Linked DNA regions of Sus scrofa: region 1 is linked to region 2. The links are chromatin contacts, called in public Hi-C maps. All regions are on one chromosome and are shown on one strand. The core of a region is the stretch at or near the end of the contact, and the rest is flanking DNA. Distances in the headings are between cores, read along the strand shown.

Region 1 (3,262 bases), core at 694-3,193, 680 kb before region 2:
TAGTATCACACCTCAGTGACTCATCATCAGTCTAAAGTATCTCTGGAGATCAGTTACTGTCTCGTTAGATAAAGGCAAGTGGCTTGGTCAATAAAGACTAACACTAATTAACAATGGATTAAATGTATCATTTCAGATACCACAGGATTTTCTTTTACTCATTACTCCACACAAACCACTTAGTAAATTAGGTTAACTTTTTGATAGCACAGTCTAGTTTACTTAGTGCTCATTGATGATTATGTTAGAATCCTGAAACTAGAAATGGGATTACTGCAGGCAAAGTTCTAAAAAGTACTACTAGGAGTGAGACGTTTCACAATTAATATTTTTCCAGATTTTGGAAAGATTATAGTTTACATTCCGCCCATTACAGGACAGTCCCAGAGAGACTCTTGTCTGACATCACGCCAACATATGGCCAATATGGCATATTGTCATATTGCCAAGAACATTATGCCAACATTTTACAGGACTAGAACAGTACAGTTCGTTGTTACCACATAAAAAGACAATCTACTTCAAATTTATCATCTATAGTAAAAAAAAAAAAAAAAAAAAAAGACTTTTCCAACTAGGAATGTGAAACAATGAAGGTATTACTAATCTGTGAGCTGCCCAGAGAAATCCTCAAGTTTTTCTCCAGAGAATATAGATTTCTAAGGTACTAAGGGGAGAAAAAGAGACCACCCACTGTTAAATCCTTTCTGACTCAAACAGCATTCTGGGAAACGTAATCTAAAAGGAGAGCAGACGTAAAACCAGGTCACTGCTTGGCCCCTCCTACCCGTTGGTAGTTTTCTAGAACGCCACGTCCTGGACACCGCCCAGGGGAACTGGGTGGGGCTGGTCTTTGAAGCCACGCCCCAGTTTAAGGCTAAGAACTTTCCTCCCTAACACCGTCCAATTTGTCTATTTAACAGATTAATTTAGCAACTAAACTACACTCTACTCTCTAGAGCCTCACTTCATGATGCAAAAGTCAAGTATCCCTCAAAGCCAAAAACTACTTGGCAGGTATACACTAGCCGGAAAAAAATGCCCCAAGTCCACTAGAGTTCTCAATTTAGTCTCCAAAGGAAGCTCTTTTAATGACCCATGAGGGTTAATCGGCACCAGCGGCCACCAAAGTCGCCAAACTCAATACACATTTCAAACCCCAAGGGAAGTTCATTTTTCGGGGACTTCCCCTCCCCCCAGCAACATTTTTAGTGCCGTTAACTTCAAATGCAAAAAAATAAAAATAAAAAAGTTGCTCTGACGATGTTATCAAACTACAACTACTCTTCCGACAGCCCGGCGCCCGCTCCGACTGAGACGGGATTTGCAGGAAGCCAACTTGGAGGAAAAGTTCTTAAGAATCGCTACGCTGCTACAGGAAACGGGCTAGATTTTGGCCACTGCGGGTCCGCTTCGGCCCTCGGCCCCTTCCCTTTAAGGCCTGACACAGCACCAGAAGAGGCCCCTTCCCCGCCCGAGCCTTGTCCTCCTCACAGACTGGAACAAAGGGCGGAAGCCGGCTGGGCCGGGCCGCCAAGCGAGGGGAGCCTCGCGCTCCCGCCAGGACGGCCGGGCCCTGACACGGCCGCGGCTCCAACTTCTCTCCGGCCCCGGCCTGGACCCAGACCCCAGCTGGATGAGGTTCGACCCCGACTCCCGGCCCTGGCCCCTGGTTCCAACTCAGGCCCACTCAGGGCCGCGGCTGAGGGAGCCCGGCCGGCCGGCTTACCGGTACTCGTAGTGCTCATCAAAGTATTTGTCGGAGTAGTAGATCTGTTTATGGGCCATCCTGCAAGAGGGCGGGTAGCCTGCGCTGAACCGAAGCGACGGGATGCGAAGAGCGAGCGCAAAGAGCAACACGACCAAGACGGACCAAAGCAACGACTCTACTGAGACCAACCGACCGCAAGCCGAACGAGCCCGGTTTGAATCCGACAGCCCACCACTGATTGGACAACGGTGTCGACCAATCACCTACGCTCTCTCTGTAAGGCCGGAACGTGTTTCCAGCCTATCGTCACCGCCCCTTCGCTGCATTAGCCCCCAAGATTAGCCAATCAGAAGCCTGTTGCGAAGTTGGCCAGGAAAGATGTGGATGATTGGCGTGGCGTGAGGGCGGTGAACTCCCTGACGGAAGAGGGCGTGGCCAGGAGAGGGCGGAGTCTGGATGTTAAGGGCCGCAAGGCGCGTGCTCCTGAGCTTAGAAGGTTCCAGGTCGGCAGAGCGGTTGGGGCTGTGAACCTGAGGGAGGGTATCGCGGTGTTTGGTGAGGCCAGGGGATGGGCGGGGACTGCCTGTGGAGCTGCCGCCTGTGCGCAGGCGCACCGTTCAGTCCCGGATGCGAGGCTGAAGTCTGTGGGAGGCGAGGAGAGTCACCTCGCCACCCCCCGGGCGTAGGGGAGGAGTCGTCTAGAGGGCGCTGGAGGTCAGGTTTGGCGCTGTATGCACGCGGGAAAGCTGATGTTGCCCCTGAGTTGAGGAAGGTGTCCAGATGTCCCACTGCGATGGTGGTGCAGTGAGGTTCCGGAAGCTCGCCGCGGAGTGATGGCGATGATGAGGTCGTGCACCAGAGCCCGCTTAGGTGAAAACTGTTTCTACCCTATTGCATCTGCGGATAGGCCTGTGCGCGGGTATATGGAAAAATAAAAAGATTACTAAAATAATGGTGTTTAGTACAGCACAGTGCAGTTAAAAGTGGTTTGTAAACGTCCTTTTGGCTTCTTAGCATCGAATCCTGGTTTAAAATACGTGTGCGTGTAAAATAAAGTTGCTGGAGAAAAATATGACACAGTGTAAGTAGTGGGGTTTTTTTACACGTCAAAGTGATCCTTGTGTTTTTAACATTTTCCATAACGAGCATGTGTGATATTTGTGCAGTGTTCTAGCACAATACAGGTGAGAACATCATCACGTCCCCACCGCCTCCCTCACACAAGATTAGCACTTTATTCTTTGGCTCTCAGCCTAAGGATTCTTTCCTCTAAAGGCCATCTTCATCACCTTGTATGGACGAAGTCCCCACCTTATGAAGGCCTGCAGGTTTCCTGCCAGGCAATTGCAGGCACGGAGTTGCATGCTGCCTGGGGTACTGTCTGACCCCACCATTGGCACTGTGAGGTACTCTCCATGAAACGAGTGTGGAGGGCATGTCTTGTTTCGTTCACTGCTGGATACCCAGCACATAACAGTTTTTTGTACTCGAGGCACACTTCATAATTTTTAAATAACTGTAATGTATGCCTAACTAGTTAGGCATAATGAA
Region 2 (3,315 bases), core at 381-2,880:
TTACATATAATTAGCAAGTCTGGTAATAAATTAGTAGCTAGTACAGTTTTTTGGTATTTGCCCATTAACTAAGGCTGACAGTAGGAAGGGGAAAAAGCTGCCTCATTTCACTTGACCCCATCTGAAATTTCACAGCCACTAGAAGTTCACAACCTCTTAAGAATGTTCACAAACTCATTCTGTCCTAGTATACAACCCCAAGTTTTACGTTTAATTTTCACTTCCTAACAAAAGCTATGTAGAAAGCAATTACTGTACTCTCCATCAATCCTTTCAGACTGCAGAGTTCCTTCCAGAAAATTCCAATCCAACTTACATAGGTATTCGCATTTCCTTAGGTATGTCGTCTTCTACACAAGTCACGTTACATAGTGTAATCCTTTAATACTTAAATGTATCCTGTGTTGCTTATTGATCTACAGCAAATCCATATTTGTTAATTCAACATGCACGGAAAACCCTCTCCAAAACCAAGAACCCCAATCCACAAATCATAAAAAGCAAATAAGCATAAAGCAACCGCGTAAACAGATTTGGGGTGTCTATTTTGGGGCATTTATTGCTGAGGCCATCACTAAAATCAAATCTGGTAAAGTCGAGGACGCATCCACAATTGGAGAGGCTAACAGAGGCAAAGGAAAGGCACTGCGCAGTTTCCGCGCCGTGCAATTAATCTCAGCAAATGCTTGCGGAATGCGCTCAAGGTCACTCGTGATGAAAAAGAAAAGTGTCCGTGTGTGCAGAAAACCCCGTAGTCCGCCCGTCCCGCGCAGAGCTTCCCCGGGGCGTGCGAACCGGCCGCCAAGGGAAAGAGGGAAATGAGGTGGGGGGATGTTATGGGAGCCCCGAAAAAACCACCTTCTCCGCCAAGCCCATCGCTGCAGGACCCCGGGCAGCCGCCGGAGAGGCCAAGCCGTCGTTAGGTACACAGGCTTGGGTGGGAGAGCAGCGTCAGTGCTCAGGGGTCCCGATCCTGGAGAACCCCCTCCTCTTCCTAGGGTCCCGTCCAGCGCCCTCCTAACACGGGGGGACCAGTCCCCTCCCCCCACCTTCTTCCCACCTTCCACCCCAGCCCCTCCCCACGCCCCAAAGGTCCGTTCCCCTCCCCCCCACATCCCTCCAGCCAACCCCGGGGTCCTGTCCCCCCTCCCCCACACCAGGGGGACTCCTACTCCACCCCCTCAAGCCCCGAGGGTCCCATTCCTTCCTCCCCCGCCCAGCCCGGGTTATGCAACACTCACCCCGCCCCGCCCCCCCGCTGGCGCCTGCCGCATCGCCCCCCCACGCCACGGGCCCTGCCACCTCGCGCCCCCCGCCCGCGTGAGCTCCGAGGCCTCTGGAACAAAGCGCGCGGGGCCGATCGGCCGGGCCGGGGGCGGCGGCCATGTTGGCGGGGGCGGCGAACAAAGGCGCGCGGCCCGAGCCTGAGGCCCCCGCCCGCGGCCCGGCCGGCAGGGGGCGCTGTGCAGGCGCCGCCCGCCGCCCGGACAATGCGCCGGGGCCCGCTGCTCCCCGGGCGCCACCGCCCCTCGGCGGGCCCCGCCCGCGGCCCCCTTGCGGCGTCCGCTCCCCAGCGGCGCACGGGCCTCACCTGCCGGCCACCTAGGCCGCCGTCCGCAGCCCGCGGGCCCCACTGTCCCGAGCCGCGCTCCCGCCCCGGCCCGACCGAGCCAGACGGCGCCGCCCCGCCCCCGCTCCGCTCCGCGGCCGCCGCCGCCCGCCCCCGGCCGCAAGGCGCACGCGCACTGCGCCCGCCGACTGCACCGGCCGCGCCGCCCGGCCCTGGCCCGACGGGCCACAGCGCGCAGGCGCTGCAGTCAGTGGGCGGGGCCTTGAGGTGGTGGGCGGGGCATGACGGCGGGATAGGGCGGGGCCTGGCGATGAGACAAGACTTGACGCGGCTCACCTGGCTGCGAGAAGGGACCGAATGGGGCAGGGCCTGAAGGTGGGGAGGGGCCTGGCGCCACACACCTGGCTGCCGGACTTAGCGAAGCAGGGCCTGGCTCCGGGGTGGGATCTGCCGGCCGGGAGGGCCAGGCGCGACTCCCACCTTGGGAGCGGGGCCTGGCAGCATGGCCGAGCTAGGCCCCAGGTACGCGCAGGGAGGGACGGCGTTCAGGACTCTGAGCCCCGGCAGCCGGGGCGGCGCAGGTCGCACTGGAAGTCTGGCATCCTTAGAAGTTTCGTTTTCGCGTGATGGGAGGATCAAATCCCTTGATCACGCCGTGATTGTCTCCCCACGTCTTGTCAAGTCGACCTGCGTCTCGCATGCCGCACGGGTGGAAGAAGCCGGATACAGTAACAGGGCCATCCACCAGCTGAGCCATGGTCGCCGAGATGCAGCGCTGTACAGCTCTCTGTGCTCCTCACCGCACCATCGAACCTGGACTCTGACGTTGCTCATTCACCTGCCCTACCTGGCGGGGGAAGGTGAGCGCTGCAAGCACTTGACCCCGCACTCCCTACTCGTGCTGCGCCCCGCCACTAACAGGTGAACTTCCCAGCTTTCCGCGGAAGTCAGGAGCCAGGCATTTCCACGGTCACTCTAGAACTTGTTTGACTTCTGTTTCACCCAAGAAGATGCCCTTTGAGTGTCAGGTTGGTTGTTTGCGGGAGGACAGGGAGAGGAAGAGTCCAGAACAGTTTTGATTCCTGCGAAGTTGACTGCGGTACCTGGAGGCTGAATCCCCAGTCTGAACCCCTTACCCTCCCACCCCAGCCTGGAGGTCTCCTCTCCCTCGTCATTCCACCCAACTCTCTCCCGGCCCTCTCCCCTCCCCGACTAGCCCGCGCTCAACCCCCGGCCCCCCCCCCCCAGCCCGGAGTCCTCCGGCACAGCTCTGGGCGGACGTGGTTCCTCGAGTGCGAAAGGGCAGCCACTTCCTAATAAACCACCTCCCCGAATGTTGTCAGGTCGAATGACAGATGTATTATTGGAAAGCGCTCTGTACACTCTAACCTACAGCGTAATTGTCAGTACGCAATGCTCTTTGGGATTTTACTGGCACCTTTTCTCCCAAATAAGATTGATACGTGCCTGTTCAAACAATTAAAATGTTCATCTCAGATGACACACTTGGCAGGAGCTGGAAGTTCACAGGCCAACTAGAGGACCAGTTTAGATACAGATATACAAAATTGTGTCACCCTGCTTAACAGTTAGGAAGTGCTGGAAATTGTTTTTTTTTTCATTCGTGTTCAACATTTATGACAAAAACAGTAGTGGAACACTTCAGAAAGAGATTGAAAGGAGGCAGGTGCCAAGAAGTCGACTAGTTGGAGCACTTCATTGGCATTCACTGGCTTTCTCCACCT

Evidence for each region. A called contact is a pair of places that touch in the nucleus more often than the background predicts.
Region 1: a contact with region 2 is called in a Hi-C map of embryonic fibroblasts, with 2.0 times the contacts expected there. The contact joins the promoter of CKS2 here to the promoter of SPIN1 in region 2. A contact is called at or near these places in 1 of 47 Hi-C or Micro-C datasets (embryonic fibroblasts) and 1 of 2 datasets of contacts at active chromatin or transcription factors (alveolar macrophages).

What each region holds. Positions count from the first base shown.
Region 1 is chr14:903,443-906,704 of Sscrofa11.1, reverse strand. It overlaps CKS2 (cyclin-dependent kinases regulatory subunit 2), which reads right to left and starts at 1,943. Exons shown (of 3, transcript XM_003132790.4): 1 at 1,730-1,943. The coding sequence starts at 1,788. LOC102165122 (a long non-coding RNA gene) reads left to right here. Exons shown (of 2, transcript XR_307311.3): 2 at 1-570.
Region 2 is chr14:225,534-228,848 of Sscrofa11.1, reverse strand. It overlaps SPIN1 (spindlin 1), which reads right to left and starts at 1,630. Exons shown (of 6, transcript NM_001195370.1): 1 at 1,592-1,630. It overlaps LOC110256681 (proline-rich protein HaeIII subfamily 1-like), which reads left to right. Exons shown (of 3, transcript XM_021072957.1): 2 at 744-937; 3 at 1,161-1,943. The coding sequence ends at 1,943.